Regions from separate parts of the Oryzias latipes genome. Here region 2 is linked to region 1. The links are chromatin contacts, called in public Hi-C maps. All regions are on one chromosome and are shown on one strand. The core of a region is the stretch at or near the end of the contact, and the rest is flanking DNA. Distances in the headings are between cores, read along the strand shown. Region 1 holds the start of polg (DNA polymerase subunit gamma-1). Region 2 holds the start of furin.

Region 1 (6,089 bases), core at 587-3,086:
TTTGAAAAGAGACAAAGAAGGTGAGAACAAAACTGCACTTCAGCTTCACTTCAAGTGTTTTACATGTAAAATTTCCAAACCAAATAAGAGATAAGCCAAGCAATTAAAAAGTACACACCGGAAAAAAAACACAAAAAGAATAGGAAGGACAAACACTGCACAAAATTAATGTTTAAAATCTTTAAACGATTGAAATTATTTTAGTATATGATGAATAAATAAAAAATAAAAAACACACAAAAGCTTCTCTTGTGCTTATGATTTATTGACTTTATTGCTGTTTGACAATTGATGTTAAAGTACAACAAATATCCTGAAGTCATGGCAGCTTTGAATCCTACAAATGGCCACCTGCTGGTCCAAATGCAGCAGAAGGTTTTCACAGGAATCCAAAAAGGATGTTCGGCTAAATAAGGTTGGTAAAAAAAAAATCATTTCTCAACATCATAAAACGAGGATAAATGACGGTGAACGGCAGAAACTCACACGTTGAAGGAAGAGATCTTGTGTATTGGAGCTTTGACATGTAAGCTGACCGTTCTGTTCTCCAGCTTTACAGCGCAAATAACAATGGAGGTTGACCACTTGGAGGGAAAAGCATGGAATCACGAGTAACTGCAAGCAGATTTATTCCACAGTATTTGTAGGACTACTACGTTTTTCCCAGTGGACAAACGTACTACACGTTTTGGGATGAGACTGGGTTGTATGTGATGCATGCATCTGCAGAGCAGGCACAAGCCTCACCAGCCATTCAATCTTCAACGAGAAGAGAGCGGTGAAGAAGAAGATTGTCCAGATCAGGGGACAGATGATGAGGCCCAGCCAAAATATTCTTGCTTCTGTTTGTGTCCCAGTGTTTGGGGATCTCTGAATAAATGCACAAACATTAAAGTTAAACCCTTCAAAATTAACGTGAACTCTTTCAAAATGATACTTACTTTTTTGGCCTCAAATACCCAAAAACTATTCCCATCCTCGTCTATCTGATTCCACCAGTGCAGCCCCACCAGCAGTCGGCCACTTACATTCTGAAACGACAGGACTGTGAACAATCCACATCAGCAAAATCAAACAAAAAAGGAACTAAAATGTGTGTGGAAAAAGTAAAACAAAATGTGCCTTTAAAATGATTTCTTACCTTGACGTACCAAAAGTCTAAAGACAACAGACCAATGATGGTAAAAAAACAGGATTCAAAGTTCTTGCCATCCCAGTCACACAGCAGATACATGACAAGGGCAACCAGACGAAAGAACAAGTGGAGAAATGAGGCCAGGGGCTGCCTGGAGACAAAGGAGTTGAAATAATGGCTCATCAATATATTTGGTTTCAGCATAAAATCAAAGTTTGCCACTAAAAGCACAAAAAGGATCAACAGAAAGAATTTTACTGAGACAAAGGGACATTTTTGATGAAAAAAAATGGCTTTTGAAACTCTTTTTATTCAGAACAAAAGCATCACAGAAATTTCTACAAAACTCATAATGACTAGTTTGGTCATACTTTTACAATTTTTCCTTTAAAAACAGTATTGCTGCTGTCCCTACAAACATTTTAACTTTTACATGTAATTTTCTTTCATGCAAAAAAGATTATTTTTAAAGAACTATAACCAAAAAACAAAGAAATACAAGCCAATATTTTAGTTTTGACTTGACATCACAGGAAAAAAGGAGTCATGCTGGGTGTGTTTAGATTACAATCATTCTGCACACCTGCATGCAGTTTGCAATTCAAATGGAACATTAATTTCAACATAAGAAATTAATCAGATTCAATGTTTGAAAAATCTGGGGCATTAAAAATAAAGTAGCTTGAAATGACAGAGGTTTTGGTGATCATTTTTATGTCGCTTTGTAAGCTGTCCGGCAAACACCTGAAGACGGCTCCTCTCCGAGCGATTTCCTGCTCCTCATCATCGGTATCCAAATTCAATTCAACTTCAACTGTGTCGTCCGCCATCCACTGTTCGATAAAATACAACTGTAAACACACTGCAGCCAAGCGAATGATGAAGGAATTACCAGCAAAAGTTAGGGTTAGGACAGTTTTATCTCGGGCCCAAAAGCATGCGCAGCGTCTTGAGTGTAATCGACAGCGACTGTTTCATCTTCATTAACACGCAAAAAGTAAAACGCGCAAGCTTGCAAAAAATTCGACCGCGGCAGGACTCGAACCTGCAATCTTCTGATCCGAAGTCAGACGCCTTATCCACGGAAAATGGTTAAGCTTAACTCTCTTAACTTTTCTCATTCATTCTCTATGGTAGTTCTTAACACTACGGATGTAATATACTTTTCCACCACTAGCGGGATTTTGGGGGCGCTGTTTCCACATCGCCTTAGTAGTAAGGATTTTACAGGAAGAGCAGACAGGAAGAGAAAACAACAACAATCCTGCGGCCAGATTTGATCCGATCGCTGTTAAAACACAAGAGCACAACAAGTTAAAGTCAAGTTAAAGTCTGATGTAAGTAAAAAAAAAAAATACAGGACAAAGTTTCTAATTTGAAGACATTTCTCTTTCCGTCATTTTTCGAACATGAAACTCCAGCGGTGAGGATAACAGCTGGATAAGAAGAATGTCTAACTAGAAACTTTGAGCAGTTAAGTGTCTGTGTGTGTGTTTTCAAAACCTTTTTCATTTTACCAAAGGTAATGTGGAGGTGAACAGGGGTTACATTACATTTTCTATGCTATTTTTAATATGCATCACAGGGGTTACAGTATTTTATGATGCATTTAATGGATTATATACATGCAGATATATTGTATGGCAGGAATATGCAAAGTCAAAGATTTGAGGAACTATTTAGCTGAAAGATCAGCGGAGCCACCTACAAGTAGTGAGGACAACCAGCTGGTTGGATTTGGTGTGCATTCTAAGAAAACCTGGAGGGATGTCTGAGAGAAAAGAGAACATGGATATGCATCATTTATCCTCATGAAACAGTGTGTTTCAGGCAGCAATATGTTCCTGCTCGAGCAGTACCTGAAGAGGAAAGAGGCTCAGACTCAGAGTTTTTCAGCTCCTCTTTTCTTCTAGTCCTCCAGGTCTGTGGCAGACTAGACGTTCATGCTGACGTTCATGAAAACGTTATTAAAGATGGTAAAAATGATGTTTCCCATCTTTTCAGTGTCTTTCTTAGAAATGGAAGATGATGAAGAGTTGGAGATAATGATGCTCTCTGTCTCTCTATCCAAACTCCTCCCTTTCCAAGGTAAAACTAAATCACACACAAGTACACACTGAGTGTTAATTACTACATCTAATTCAAACCTTTTTTCTTATTTTTTTTTACTAAAGAGCAGGGACATGTAGTGAAGAAGATGACAGGCCCAACGTATTTACCAACAATCCCAACCCAACCAAGTAAGCAGCACCAACATGCATCATGTGTTGATTATGTTTCTGTATGCAGAATAGTAGTACTAGTTGTTGAAAAAACTGATATTAGACTACATGTTAGTCTTAGATCAGTCCTTTCTTTACACTCAGCACTTTTAAATGTGTCTGTTCAAATAGAAGAATATTCATATGTTTGCTTTATTTTCTTTCAGGTTCACTGAGTACAGGTCTAGCTGCCGCCGCTGCCGCTGCTACCTGATGGTTCTGTCATAAACCAGGATCACCTTTTCCTATCTGCTGTTTGCTGGTTGGCCACGTTCAGGCCTGTTCTAATGCAGGTGTTTTGTGTGATTGCTTTTGTGATGCTGAAAGTATTCATTGTTCGTCATTGAGGGTAAATTCAGAAATATTTTATTTGCATGGGTTTGGTATGAAAATGATTGAAAGAAGCCAGTCTTAAAAAGCAGAATTACAACAAAAGTACATGCCTTAACACGTCAGAGTAAAGTGGTTACACATGGATTATTACATCATAATGGTCCCTTTCCTGGTCAATCAAAATATAAAAACAGGAAAATAATTATTCATTTATTGATTTTCATACCACACCTGTTCTATTAAGCAAGTTTTCTTAGATGGTTTTGAGTGTTTTGCACAATTACTAACAAAGAACTGTAAATAGTGATGGATATTTGTGTTTATCTGAATCCAGACCAGCCTGAGAGGTCCAGCTGTGCTGCTGCTACACATGCAGGTGAGTGTTGAGGATCATTTGTCAGCTTTCCTCTGCTGCAGCGTCCTGTCTGTTTCTGACTGTCTTTTTTTATCAGTTTCTTTTGCTCCAGTGAAGACTCCTCTGCCAGTACCACCAGAGTTCCTCGCTTTGGAACTGCCTCAAAGTGTCCAGGATAAAACCTACAGTCAGTGCATTAAGTTTGACTAAAATTCAAAGTACTGTATTCATTTGGACTTAATGAAAATATTTTATTTAACAACAACTCGTGTTATTTTTGCAGCAGTTGTTGGAAGACCCTCAGCTCTTTCTGCAGCTCCTCCTCCTGCTCACTTTCAGCCAACGCCTGCTGCTTCACCACTTCCATGCTATGACCAAGATGTCAGCAGCTGGAACTGCTCTCCCCAGCAGAAGGTCTGGATAAAAACAGAGATGGAAGCCTTAGGACTGTGGCCTGGGTGTCCACCTGTGAGACCTGCAATGAATATGATCTCCTTGTGGCGAATCCCACCTCAGAACATCATTTACCGTAAAACCTATGAAGACCCAGCAGCTGTGGTATGAACTCACTCAAGGAAGTGAAACTGTTACTGTGCCAGTTGTGACTCTCCCTCATGCTTAAACCAGAAGAAGCTCCTATAACTAAGACTGACGTTGAAAAAACGGTGAAGGAGATTGTAGTTTAGCAGCAACAAGAGCAGAAACCAGGGAAAAAGATGACACACAACTGTGTTGCTTGTGGGCAGCCTTGTTACCTTGAGGATGGATCTTCTGTTCATTTCTTTTATCAGTCTGGGGATGTGAAATACTTCTACATCTCTCAAAAAGTACACCAGATCTATGCAGCAGAAGGCCTTACCAACCCCAGGATGCCATTTGCAGATTTTGCTGCCACGCCATATTTTGACCGAGTTAAAGACTGCATTCATGGTCACACACTGATTATGATGAGACTCCTGATGTTATCCTTCAATGTGAAGATATTTGTAATTTAGTTTGTGAAATCTATTATGTGAAGACAATTTTCTTACAGTTTTGTTCTTGAACTGTTAAGTTTTGATAGAAAAAGCAACAATATTTACTTCTACCTCAATTCATTATACATCTTTAAATTACTTGTATTAATTTTTGCATATTTAATTCCTAATGCCCTTTAATTGTAAATACGTGGTTGAACACTTTGTGTTAAATACTGTTTATTTATTTATTGCATGTTAATATCTTAATAAAGCATGGTTGAAATTGAAATGAGCAACAGATCATGACTGTTTTTTGGCACAAGGAAAGACAGAAGTAGAAAACAATAATTATGAAATGTCATATTCAGTTTAACAAAAACATTTATTATACCACAACTTCTGACTGACATCACTCTAACCGGGGTTCGAACTGGAGACCAAAGGATTTCATCAGCTTGGACAGCGCTACACAAGCCACAGTTTGATTGGCTGACTATGCTGCAGCAGCTGCAATTTGATTGGCTGTTCCGTGTTACAGGTATATACGGCTGGCCTTCGCGGGCCACGCGGCCGATGACAATGTCACATTGCCGTACTTACGACTAGGTATTTCACTACTTATATATTTTGTGGACTGACAGGGAGCGCATGGGTTTGTTGTGTAGGGAAATCGATCCGATGTTTAAGATTTTTGATGGAACATTTAAAAGATAACACAAAATACCTGATTATACAGTCCTCAGATGCTGTGATCATCCAGACCGCGTGATGTCGCTGCAGTATTGTTTGGCTCTGTGTCTGTGAAGGCTACTCACTTCCTGATGTAGCTGCATGCAAATGCGTTTAGTTACTGGACAGAATCTACCTTTTAAAGATTTTTTTAATGGAAGCACGAAATGCACGTGCTGAAAACTAATGAAATGGAATTAAAGATAAAGAAGATAGACGGCACAGAAAATAAACGTTTACTCTGTTTTCAAAGTTAGCATGTGCAAGTTTTAGTGTTCACAAAACATTCACGTGTTTGGTGGTGCAGCAGCTACAAA
Region 2 (6,298 bases), core at 2,659-5,158, 180 kb before region 1:
GGGTTGTCCGCTGTGTTTTTCCGCTTGGTCGTTTATACGTCAGAGTTGTCTCCAGTGGAAATAAAGTTTACTTTATTTATGCCACAATGGGGTAATTGTTCTCCGCATTTGACCCATCCCCTGGGGGAGCGGTGAGCTGCAGACAAGCCGACAAACTTGGGAGACAACAGCTGGCTGAGGAGAGCGGAGATCGAACCGCCAACCCTTTCGGTTTCTGGACGACCTGCTCTACCGCCTGAGCCACTTGCCGCCCTTGTAAGAGCCCTTCCTGCAAAAATAGTTTTTCTCTTTCTACCTCCTTGGTGAAAGTTGAAGTCTGTGAGCAGTTTTAGTGGGTATAAAAGCAAAGCGTTGGTGTCTCAGCAGCAGCGCAGCACATAGGTTTTAACTGGTGTTTTAACTGGTAAAACTGTCTTTTTTATCCTTTTGATGTATTTTTAACAAGGACTGCTTCTTTAATCTACATTTTACATATTTTTGTAATGTGTAAAACCAAAAAAGCCCAGCTAAGGGCAAATGCTAAAAGCATAGTGATATGGACATGGAACTGCTGTCTATGTTTTTATATCTGTCCTTACTCAATAAATTCATTCAATTCAATTCAAAATAAACCTCCATCCAGATGGTATTTTCCAGTATTGATTATAATCAAGTTATTTCATTTTGAAGCAATTGGTTAATGGTGGATGTCGATTGGATTGAGAACTTGCCTCAGACAGATCGATCTGGTTGGATCGTAGGAAAATAAACCAATTTATCGATTACATCGCTAATAAATAAAATAAATGGCATTTGAAATGTCTCACAAAGCGTGTCCTGTCCAATCCGGATACTGCAACATGGAGGGGTCAACATGGAGCATGTCAGGCTTGGTCAACTGCAGAAGCATAAAAAAAAGAACAGAAATATTTTCAAGAAAAACAGTTTCATTTTATGTTGCAGAGATGTTTAATCTGCTGCGCGTTACAAATGATTTAAAATAGTGCGATCCCTGTTTTTTCATCCACAAATGTTGGTCTGAATGTTTTTTGTGTGTCCTGTTTGTGATGGACACAAGTTTGTGTGTCGCTCTGTGTCATAAATCACTGAGGCTTTAATTGCTTGTCCTCACATACCACCGAACAATTGTTCTGCGAGGCTGAAGCTCTGTGCACAGAGGCAACCACAGAAAATGATGTATGGCTTCGGCTGTAAATAAAGCGGAGAGGCTTCCTCTTAAAGTCATGCAACCTGTTTCTCCCTATTTGTCTTTTACTGGCATGTAACTTCATTATGGCGTCTTGTCATCTGAATGCTTACACATGTTTTATTGCACAGGAATAAGTCTGCTCGATGCGTATTAATTTTTAAAGAATTTCCACAGCTGTTGGCTGTTCTGCCCCCCATGCGACTGTGAGATTTATCTTACGCGTGTGTGGAGGAGATCAAAGCAGAGTTTGTTCTCACTGGTGCCCAAGTTGAGGATACCCTGGGTAAAGGAGAAGGAGCTAGTGAATAGCTTGTACAGATTTTTCTTTTCTTTTAACTACTGAGATTGATATTTTACACTGACTTACATCGGGGTTGTGGGAGTCGTGGTGTTTGTTCATTCCATACTGGGCAAAACCCTCCTGCAGAATGCCCTGGTGCTGCAGGATGCTGTTACCACGGTTGGACAAGTAGACACTAGGCCCACGAGGAGCTGTAGCTTCCACTGCTGCTAAGACGCTGGGTGACATTTTGGAGGTGGTGACAGATGTGGGTGGTGACTTTTCCGTCTTCCTGGTGGGCAGGGCGTCGGCGAGTGACTGCGATAGAGAGGACGACGCGGAGGGGGCGACAGAAGATGACGGGGAGGGGTCTGCGGGGGATGCTCCGGCAGGAGCGGCCGGCCGGACGGAGAGCAGTGCCCCCGTGAGCATGCTGAACAGTCTGAGCTCATGCTGCCGCTCCTGTTCCGCCCTCCTCTCCTCCCGCTGCTCCCTGCGCTCCTCGGCCTGGAACTCTCGCTCCAGCCTCGCCTCCTCCAGGGAGAGCAGGCGCTCCTCTGCAGACTGCTGCCAGCTCAAGAAGCTGGTGAGCACTTTATCCAAGCTCCCCTGACCGCCCAGTCGGCTGCTCCCGTGGACCCATGATGCTTTGCCGCCCCGTCTGCGCTTCCTGTGCCTCGTGGAGTGAGCAGCGTGGGAAATATCCTTATCTGGCTCCTCTGGAGTGTTTTGCATCACACCTGCACCTCCAGCTGCTGCAGAGCCTCCAAGGTTCGGGTCACTGAAACCTGCAAATATAAAAACAAATGAATATATTACACAAAACCGTGTATCATGTTGCGACATCAACATAAATGAGTATTGAGTGTAACCACCTGAGGGTGAGGCTCTTGTGTTGGCCGAGCTCTCAGGCTGACCCATGGTGTACTCTGGTTCCAACAAACACTGTCCATCAGTTTCCTGCTCCTCCCCAGAGGCGTAGTACATCTCTGGGGGTGCACCACCTGAGTTCAGCAAACTCTCCTCAGCATCTTCACACTTAATATCCAGCGGATCTCCAGTTTTGGGGGGCTGGCCGAATAAAAACCCACCTGCTGAGGCGGGCCCAAAAGAGCTGGCTGGAGCTCCCCCCTGCATGAAGGCCTCAGACCCCCCTGAGCTCTGAAACACCTGCTGGGCTATGACAGCTCCACCCAGGGAGGAGTAGGTGATGGCCGGCCGGTTCGCCAGGACCCTGTCCATCACGTCATAGAACTTCCAGGTCCTCATTTTGTGGTTGTCCTTGATGCGCCGGTACTCCAGCTTCATCTTTTTGATCTTCTCCCTGCACTGGTCGCCTGTGCGGTAAATGCCCTTTTCGCGCAAAATGTGCGCGATGCGGTCAAACACGCGCTGATTGCGCAGGGAGCTCTCCAGCTCCACCTGGACCGACTCGTCGGACCACAGCTGGAGCAGCTCAACGATCTCCGGGTCGGTCCAGTTGCTGCCTCTCTCGTGTCTTCTCCCGCGAAAGTCCATCGTGCGTGTTAAGTTAAAGGTCCTCAGAAAGAAGCACGCGAGAAGAGAAGATCTCTACTTCAACTTCGAGAGAATCCAGACTATTTTCTGATCTACAATGCGTGAATAAAACAAGAAAAACATAAAGTCGTGCACGTGTTGTACCCACTTTTTCTCCCTTTTCTGCGTTATATCAAAGGTGCAGCTCCTCGTGCGGGACCGACACCCTCATCCACGCAGGTGTCACATGTTCATAAAACTGTCTGGTCACTCACTACAACACGCAGAGGTTCAGTCCAGCTGAGTGCGTGTTGGACATTTATAATGCACTAAATGTGTCTCAACTTGGGAGAAACGAGGACCGAACGCGCACAGAAATATCTACATCCGGGTTTACGGCACATGCGTGCTGTCCCTATTCCGGGATAACTTTGGCCCGAGTCAACGTAGGGAGACGCTGTAAGCGGACTGGCTCTCCCTTCTGTGTACCAAGCTGTACCGGGGTACATAAAGCCACGGCAAACCAGCGTTATGGCCCCCTCTACCGTACAAAACTCCCTTTTTCACGCACCTCTGTAAGTTCATTGCTTGTCCACAAGATGGCGGTCACACACAACAAAAAATTCCTCATAAACTGAAAGCTCGGCATTATGCGTATGCGTACTTTGTACACAAGTGTCTCCCGGAATTTGTAACAACATTTCATGGTGGAAAACCCTCACTCAAGAATAAAACCAGCACAAAAATATATATCGTAACAAAAATATGACTTTGAAGCCCCTAAGAGTTTATCAAATAAATAATATGTGGACGGTTTACGTTTAACACCATGCTAAGTTGCTTCAAGAAAAAAAATTCGAGCCGCCCTCCTTGCGAGTACAGTGCAACAAATCAAGCATTCACCTTAATCTAGTTGGCTCCAAACGTGACGTACTTCCTGGAGAAATAGGTTTGTAGCACTTTGTTGTCATCTCCAACCAATAGTGAACCTGCTACATTGTAGTGGCTGTTGTCTATAATTTCACCCGATTTTCTTTTTTTAGCCGTTAATTCATTTCACCCGCGTTGATAATGAGGCTAAGATGCGGCGAAAAACAGCTCGGGGAAACTCTTAACATTAAAAAAGAAAATCCCGGATGGAGTTAAAAACGCTACAATATTATATTATAACCATGATGGATGTGGCAAGTTGGTGGCGAATAATAATTCAAGAAGGAATAGTTTAATGCTGCACTTTTAGTTTTTAGGGGGAGAAAAAAAAAGAAAAATTGAAATGGGTGGCAGCGCGTGGCGGTGTAACTCGTCTGCTGGAGGGAGTAAAGGACGACCGGCGAAAGGTTTCATGTGAAGTTGAGAAGCAGGAGAAAGGGGAGTCTCCGCCCGGAGCGAGAGGATGAAGAAGACGTGGAGGCATGACGCCTCGGTGCTCGCTCGTGTCTGACTTTTTGAGGTAAGTCAACGGCTTTCTTCATTTCCTTAATTTAAGAGTTTAAACAGCTGAATTGGTTAGTAAGGGAGAGCAGGGGTAAACTAGTGAATTTTAAAAAGCTTTTAATATTTTATTGTTTTTGTTTTTAATAACAAAAAATTTCAATCGTGATTTTATTAGTTTTAACGTTTTTCTATTATTGCATAAAAATTGTCTTAGCGACATTAGTTTTTCTTTAATATTATTATTATTATTTTATTTGAGCCCTTAAAGTAAAAAAAAAAAATGTTGTAAACTTTTGTATTTAAAGTATTTTTTCTTTTTCCCACACAAAGAAGTCGCAATTCAATATTTTTCAATTGTTTTTGTTTTTCACAATAAAAGCCATAATTCAATTATTTCTACATTTTGTGTTTCTCACCTCTCTGTCTACACATCCCTTTGTTCTTACATGCTCACGCTGGAGCTTTAATCAGATAAACCTTCATCAAGTTGTCTTTATTTATTTTTTACTCTCACTCTTCGGCGCGAATTGCTGTAATATATTTCAGTTAGTGCTGCTCCTCAGGCGAGGAAGAAATTGTTTAGACCCAGCTCTACACTATTCTTCTTCCCTCTGCCTTTTTTTGCCTTCTGGATCATGATTACCCACTTTGATACAATAAAATGCAACCACCGAAAATAATTTTCCACATGTTCTACTGCTTTTAGGGGATAAACAGCTACTTTCTTACTCACATTTATGTCAGCGGAGGTCAAGGTCACCTGTCTCAGCTAGGATAGAAGCATCCTTTAACTTTATTACAGCTTTTTGTTCTATTTAAAATGGACTTTATTGGAGGAAAATTTTTCTCGCTGCCGTTGTTGGGTATATAATTTGATCAGGGTCAAAGCCGTCACAAGCTTTTTGTTCTTGCTCTTGAGTGGAAAGACTTTCCATTTCAGGTGGTTTGTCCTCACAGGCGCTCAGTTAATCAGTTTGGATAGTTTTTCTGCCACAAGCTCTGTGGAGAAAGGCTTTATTAGAAGAAAACAGGATTGCTGGGGAGGCGAAAAAGGTGACGGCAAATTCGCCAACAGTATAGGCTCTCTGGAAACTAGGCCACTGACTTTTCTGGATCCATTTAAAGTTTGTTGAAGGATTTTGCTGAAAATGTCTATAGAACATTATTTATTTCATTACTGCCCCCCCCCTTGAAACATAGTGGTAATTAAGGGGGTTAGGGTTTTAATGGCTCACTTTGGGGGTAAACGTCTGGGTGATCGGTGGGCAGCGTTGGACGTCCGGCTCTCGGGTGCGCTTGTGTCTCTGCTTTTCCAATTACAATTTAACTTGGAGCATTTTTTGGGCTCTGTAGAGGATGCTTGGCTGTCAGTGGTGCTGTGTTAATGCTGCTGGGCGGTTGTGTGCTTTTGGTTTTCAGGGAGAGGGCAGGCCAGAGCACATGGTGGGTGTTGATTTAGCTGATGGGCTGCCTAAAATAGAGCCAGAGTGCTGCATGTGGTCTGTCACACAGCTTCGTGCGCTCGTCATCACCGATGCAAGTTGTTTGCACAGCCCCATGAAGTCCATCAAACCACACGCCATCATAGTTATAATCGTGCAACAGAAGCTAACCAAATGTTTACTGAGTTGTTTGGCTTTTAACCTACAAGGCTGAAATATGGAACAGACAGTTTTTCTTCTCCAAGTAATAATTAATACCTTAAAAAAATTAAGTACAGTCCAAGCGGTCATGCTGTTGACATCAAATTGTGACTCTGCCATGTGGCAGCAGAAACGGAGACACAACAGATCAGACAACATTTTTCCAATCTTCTATTGTACAATTTTTGTGAGTCTGTGTATATTGTAGCCTCAGTTTCCTGTCCTTAGCTGACAGAAGTGGCACCGGTGTGGTCG

What was found. A called contact is a pair of places that touch in the nucleus more often than the background predicts.
Region 2: a contact with region 1 is called in a Hi-C map of fibroblasts, with 2.4 times the contacts expected there. The contact joins the promoter of furin here to the promoter of polg in region 1. A contact is called at or near these places in 4 of 5 Hi-C or Micro-C datasets (embryo, fibroblasts and gastrula embryo).

Annotation. Positions count from the first base shown.
Region 1 is chr6:22,062,223-22,068,311 of ASM223467v1, reverse strand. polg (DNA polymerase subunit gamma-1) reads left to right here and starts at 1,836. Exons shown (of 23, transcript XM_020704135.2): 1 at 1,836-1,924. LOC101167614 (Golgi apparatus membrane protein TVP23 homolog A) reads right to left here and starts at 5,849. Exons shown (of 6, transcript XM_011476292.2): 1 at 5,768-5,849; 2 at 1,142-1,286; 3 at 942-1,031; 4 at 748-870; 5 at 487-615; 6 at 248-406. The coding sequence starts at 5,799. The coding sequence ends at 380.
Region 2 is chr6:22,244,335-22,250,632 of ASM223467v1, reverse strand. furin reads left to right here and starts at 3,908. Exons shown (of 17, transcript XR_002290424.2): 1 at 3,908-4,416. It overlaps LOC101158604 (1-aminocyclopropane-1-carboxylate synthase-like protein 1), which reads right to left and starts at 3,670. Exons shown (of 15, transcript XM_004070098.4): 1 at 2,345-3,670; 2 at 1,557-2,257; 3 at 1,409-1,468; 4 at 807-877. The coding sequence starts at 2,987.